Regions from separate parts of the Sus scrofa genome. Here region 2 is linked to region 1. The links are chromatin contacts, called in public Hi-C maps. All regions are on one chromosome and are shown on one strand. The core of a region is the stretch at or near the end of the contact, and the rest is flanking DNA. Distances in the headings are between cores, read along the strand shown. Region 1 holds the start of LOC100624495 (zinc finger protein 677). Region 2 holds the start of LOC110261292 (zinc finger protein OZF-like).

The links. A called contact is a pair of places that touch in the nucleus more often than the background predicts.
Region 2: a contact with region 1 is called in a Hi-C map of liver, with 5 times the contacts expected there. The contact joins the promoter of LOC110261292 here to the promoter of LOC100624495 in region 1. A contact is called at or near these places in 2 of 47 Hi-C or Micro-C datasets (heart right ventricle and liver).

Annotation. Positions count from the first base shown.
Region 1 is chr6:56,871,397-56,874,348 of Sscrofa11.1, reverse strand. LOC100624495 (zinc finger protein 677) reads left to right here and starts at 1,479. Exons shown (of 5, transcript XM_013991866.2): 1 at 1,479-1,674.
Region 2 is chr6:57,723,205-57,726,156 of Sscrofa11.1, reverse strand. It overlaps LOC110261292 (zinc finger protein OZF-like), which reads left to right and starts at 1,425. Exons shown (of 4, transcript XM_021097266.1): 1 at 1,425-1,466.

The DNA.
Region 1 (2,952 bases), core at 230-2,729:
GGTCCTTAACCTGCTGAGCCAAAAGGGGCACTCCGACATCCCCTTGTTAAGGTGAAAACAAATTCAGTAGTCTTCTAAAGAGCACATACAGGATTTGTTATCTTTACCTGAGAAATATATCTGAACATTGAGAAACAAAATAAAAGGGCTAAAATATAAAAACAGTATTTTTATTAATATTCTTCCTAGTGACCTTTGGATAAATGTAAAGTGAATTAAAAAGGCTATTCAGAAATTACTGACAAATTATAACAACATAACAGGTTCTCTCAAAGGTATCTGATTTTATTCACCTCAGGTGTGGAATAGAACAGCAAGTACTAAAATGAGCAACACAGTTTATATCGATTTTTGCTTTTTAATTTTTTTAAAATAGTGGCTGGTGACCTAAATCATTACATGCCTCATTCCTTTACCTCCCACTATCCAGGCTTGTCCCTATAAAAGTTTCTGGAACTGACCACGGATTGAGCACAGGATGAGTGGGAAATGGAAGTGGATATGATGTTTTGATAGATGCCCATGCGGTGGGCCCATTTCCCACCGGTAGCGTTTTGCATTTAACATTCCAGTTTGCATTTTGGGCACAGACAGTTGCACTCCTTCCTTAATTATATTGCTTAAATTAAATTCTAGTTGAGGAGCTATCACTGGATCCACCCATCGCCCTACATTGACTCCAGATGCAGGTTAGTGTTCCCTGACCTCAGAGTTACCCTTGTCACTCAAGCAGGATAGGCATCTTCTCTCCTTTGCAAAAGTGATTTGATGAAACCTATTCTCAGGAGTACCTGTTGTGCCTCAGCCGGTTAAAAACCTGATATGGTGTCCTCAAGTGTGTGAGGTGGATCACAGAGTAGGTGAAGAATCCTGCGTTGCCACAAGCTGCGGTGTTAAGTCTAAGATGCCGCTTGGATTCCATGTTGCAGCTGAAAACAAAAACAAAAACGTTTTCCACCTGTTTTCAGCAAGTGGCCCACACAACTCTAAGTTTACACCTTAAATTGCAAGGTCAGTTTAAAATAGGCAAAGAGGGTGTTACCTGTGGTGCAGCGGAAACTAATCCCACTAGTATCTATGAGGATGCTGTTTGATCCCTGGCCTCGCTCAGTGGGCCGGGGATCCCGGCTTGCTGTGAGCTGTGGTAGCTGTGGTGTAAGCGAGCTGTGGTGTAGGTCATTGTCGCAGCTCCAATCCCGAGTTGCTGGGACTGTGGCGTAGGCCAGCAGCTGCAGATCCTGTTCGACCCCTAGCCCGGGAATTTGCATATGCTGGTAGTGCAGTCCTTAAAAAAAAAAAAAAAAAGCAAAGATCAGCCGAGCTCCTGAGATAAATTCAAATTGATCCAAACTCAGAAGAAGCTCCGCCCCCGCGAAGCGCTGAGGGGAGCCCAGGCCCCGCCCCCCCCACTGCCCGCGCCCAGGCCTGGCCCCTATCCAGGCCCATTTCCGGTGGATCTCTGCTTGGGCCCCGCCTCCGGGGTTCCCGGGAAGCAGTGCGCACGCGCAGCCTCGCAGACCGGAAGAGGCTTCTGCGGGTGTAAGGTCGTGTGGCGGGCTTTGGTTTCGGCCTTTTAAGTTTAAACCTGGGTTTCACAGTCCACAGTCTTACACACCTGGGGTCTTGGGGTTGCTACGGACGTTAAAATTCCGGCACCCACGCCTCCTACCTTCGGTAAGTTCAGGAGTGCCGGTGAGATGCCCAAGCCTGACCGCTTTGCTCTTGGGTCGGGGGTTGGCCTTCGTTTTCGGTTAAAATCTAAGGCCTTCGGGCCATTAGACCCGCTTGCCGCTTTTTCCTGTAAAACCCTTCACCGACCACCTCTCCCAATCCTCGCTGCCTTTTAAAGTCCTGGGAGATAGACTTCTTTCTGTTGGGGGGGGGGTGGCGGGGCGGTGGTGGTGGCTGAAGCATGTGGAAGTTCCAGGGATCGAAACTGCGTCACAAAGGAGCTCCCTGGACTTTTTTTTTTTTTTTTTTTTTTTTTTTGTCTTTTTGCTATTTCTTGGGCCGCTCCTGCGGCATATGGAGGTTCCCAGGCTAGGGGTCCAATCGGAGCTGTAGCCACCGGCCTACACCAGAGCCACAGCAACTCGGGATCCGAGCCGCGTCTGCAACCTACGCCACAGCTCACGGCAACGCCGGATCGTTAACCCACTGAGCAAGGCCAGGGACCGAACCCGCAACCTCATGGTTCCTAGTCGGATTCGTTAACCACTGCGCCAGGACGGGAACTCCTCCCTGGACTTTTGAGAGAGTTTCTAAAGCTTTACGCTTCTGCCCCAATGCTCGCCTCTTGGCCCCTATAGAGGCCCGCATTCTCTCCCTGGCCCTCGTATTCTGCAGGACCCCCCCCCCCGCCCCCCGCCCCCCGCCCCCCCCCCCCAAGAGATCCAGTGTCCTGGAAGAGCACACTTTTCAGTACGGTAGGATTTAGGATTGCAGAACTCGAGGGGTCCCAAGACCACGTCGTCACCTCCTCTTGGGATCAGGGGCTTTGTGTGATGATGATTGCAAAGGTGGAAGCCGGGAATGCGGTAGGAGGCGGGGGTGAGGAGGATCAGGAGAAAGAGACAGAGGATGAATGAGGACAAATAGACAAGTGAAAAGGAGAAAAAAATCATTGAGGTGGCCCCCAAAGAGAAGGCAAAATAGAAGATGCCTGAAAGACTTGCAAGGAGACAAAGCGAGAGTAGTAATGAGGTAAGAAAACAGAGATGCGTAGAGGAGGAGGAGGAGGAGCTCCACAAAGACGAAGGGGAGCAAATTAGGGAAAGGGGCCCTTGGTGAGCAGAAGTGGGGACCACACGGGTCAAGGCACCTCAGACAAAATGGTTAGGATAAAAAGGCTAGGGGAGCTGAGTGCAGGGACTGAACGATGGCAGAGTGAGAGCGCCAAGCCAGTTGGGGGGGCCAGTGAGTCTGGGCAGAGGGGATGTAAGAGGAAAGACG
Region 2 (2,952 bases), core at 176-2,675, 850 kb before region 1:
ATTGGCAACTGTTAGAACCTGCCCTTTGGAACTCAGAGAGGGTCGTGGAGGTTGAATGAGGCCTATTTCCTATAGACCAGAAATGGGGGACACAGAAAGCCTTTTGTGCCCAGGAGCCGCGCAGAGCCCAGCTCGGTTTCAAGGGCTGCGAGGTGCATGACTTTCTTCTTCTTGGTTGGTAGTTGAAAGGCCAGTAAAAGAACAATCCCCTCGTCCGGGCTCGAAGAGCGACACCCCAAATCACTCACGAGAAGCGGTCTTGATGCAAACAGCAAGAGGATTTTATTCCAAGCGCGCTGGGGCCCACAGTCGTACACCACGCAGGGGTAGAGGACTGCGGCCCCGAGTGCGGAATCGGGACAGCTTTTATGGGGTTCACAACAAAGCCTGTGCGTCACAAACCAATCATTTTAAAATATCGAGAGCCCGCGCTCCGTGGACCAATCATTTTAAAATATCGAGAGCCCGCGCTCCGTGGACCAATCATTTTAAAATATCGAGAGCCCGCGCTCCGTGGACCAATCATTTTAAAATAGCTCCGGAGGTCCGCATCTGCGTGGGCTCCTGGGCAGAGTGACAGATTGCAGTTGAGATAGGTCACTAGGGCTGTCAATGTGTAATCAATTCTTCTATGGTGCCAGTCAGTTTTACAGAATCCAGATAAGCGATTAGTCAACTCATTTCCTGTTATCTTACTTAGGCCAGGATAGCAGGCCCTGGAACAATAGGAAGTGTGACCTTCTACCTATTTACTGGCAGCCAGCAGGGTCTGGAATTCGGGGGCATTTAGAGCTTTTTATTAACTTCCTGGGTTCTGGGAGGGTTAGGTTGCATTTTCATCCTTTCATTGTGAGGTATAGGGAGGCGCTCCAGGAATCTTGAGCTCAGCCTAAAATTAACATCCTCCACCTAGGTGTGGGTTTAGTTCCCATAGAATAACTCAGAGATAATTCAGGAGCACCCAGGATCCTGCTTTAATCACTGCATGCACCGTTGTTGCTTGATTGCTCCTCCTTCGTTTCTGCATTCCCTTACTTCCTGATTAGCAACTATGTGACTCTGACTTTTGATACTCAAGGAGAGTCTAGGAGGCTGAAGCCTATTTCCCACAAACAGGAAGAGGGACATAAGAAAGGATTTGTACCGGGGAGAGTGACGGATCCTGCGTGGTTTCAACAGTGTCTTAAAATAAGCAGGAAGCAACAGGGTTGCACAGAAGAAACAGACAAGCACTTTCAAATCCTGAAAACCAGAGGCACCGGGAGAGTGCAGCCCTAGCCCCGCCCCCCGATCTGGCCCCGCCCCCGATCTGGCCCCGCCCGGGTCCGCTCTCTTTTACGTCTCTACGTCCCTCCCAGCCCAGGCCCCGCCTCCACGTCGCCCCGCCTCTCTCCTCCACGCTCACTGCGCAGTTTCCTGCAGACCCGGAAGCGGTTCCCGCGGAGCGAGGGTCACCCTACGAGAGCGTGAGTTTCATCTTTCTTGTTTAAACCGGTGTTTGCGGTACCCTGTCCCCCGTATCTGGGTCCGAGGCTCCTACTGATCCTAAAATCCCGGCCTTCGTCCAGCAGACGAAGTAAATGCAGGCGTCGCCGTGCGAGGCGGGAGGGGGAGGGGCTGCGGCTTCGCTTTCCTGTGGAAATCCGCGAGCGGATCCCTGCCCCTCGCGCCCCCTTGCCTCGGCGTCTCCGCCCCTGGAGGGCCGCGAGCCCACCGCCCCGCTGCAGGAGAGGCTCCGTCCTGCTTCTGGCCCCGGGATTCTGGAGAGCCCGCTCCGTTCCAGAAACACACCCACTTTCCTTCACCTCGCACACTCCACAGCCGGGATGTTCTGGTTCCCAGGCCCCTCGTTTTTAGTCTCTGTCTCTCCTCACCTTGCAGTTGGGGAAAAAAGCTAAAACGGGCCTGTCTTGAGACACTCAGAATTTTTCTGCCCCAAATTCTACCCCACTCGATAACGTGCTCTGTTACTGTGGAATTAATAAACGGGCATCTAATCCTTTCTGTTGACTAAACAGGTATCACCTAGAAGTTGAGAATTATGTTTTATTTGGCAGATAAAACTGAGGACTTGGGGTTGGTAGATGCACACTATTGCATTTAGAATGGATAAGCGGTGAGGTCCTACTGTACAGCACAAGGGAACTATAGGCTTTTGGATAAGAACATGGTAGAAGATAATATGAGAAAAAGAGCGTGTGTGTATGCATGGTTCACTTTATTGTACAGCAGCAGTTGGCACAACATTGTAAATCAACTTACAATCAAAAAACCAAAACTGCGGACTTAAGCCCAGCCACAGCCTCTCTGAGGGACTGCTCCCAAGAGGTGAAGGAGGAGCCGAGGGTGTATAGGAGTTTTGCAAAAACAAAACGAAAAAAGCCACAACAACAATCCAGTTAGTTGGCGCATCCAAAGATTCGTGTTGGAGTTCCCATCGTGGCTCAGCGGAAACGAATCTGACTAGGAACCATGAGGACAAAGGTTTGATCCCTGACCTCACTCAGTGGGTGAAGGGTCCTGCATTCCCCTGAGAGGTGGTGTAGTCTTGCAGACGCGGCTTCAGTCTGTCGTTGCTGTGGTTGTGGTGTAGGCCAGCGGCTATAACCCCTAGCCTGGGAACCTCCGTATGCTGCGGGTGTGGCACTTAAAAAAAAAAAAAAAGTTAAGTGTTAAAGAAAACCAGAAATGTCAAGTTAATGAATTTACTGCTTTTCAGTGTATGGGAAGGTGGTAAAGTCTGGGCTCTTGGAAATCCTTCCTTGGATGTGCACCTTGACTGTCCAAGGCCAGCATTCTGCTTTTCTCCATCCTGAGTCCCCTCAGAGTGCACAGTCCCAAGTGAGGCAGGGTGGGGAGGCTGCATCCACTGAGAGCCACCGCATCCTTTGTTTACTGATGTGGCAGGAGACATGCTTCATCCACATATCCCATTCCTGGTCAAGAGAACTC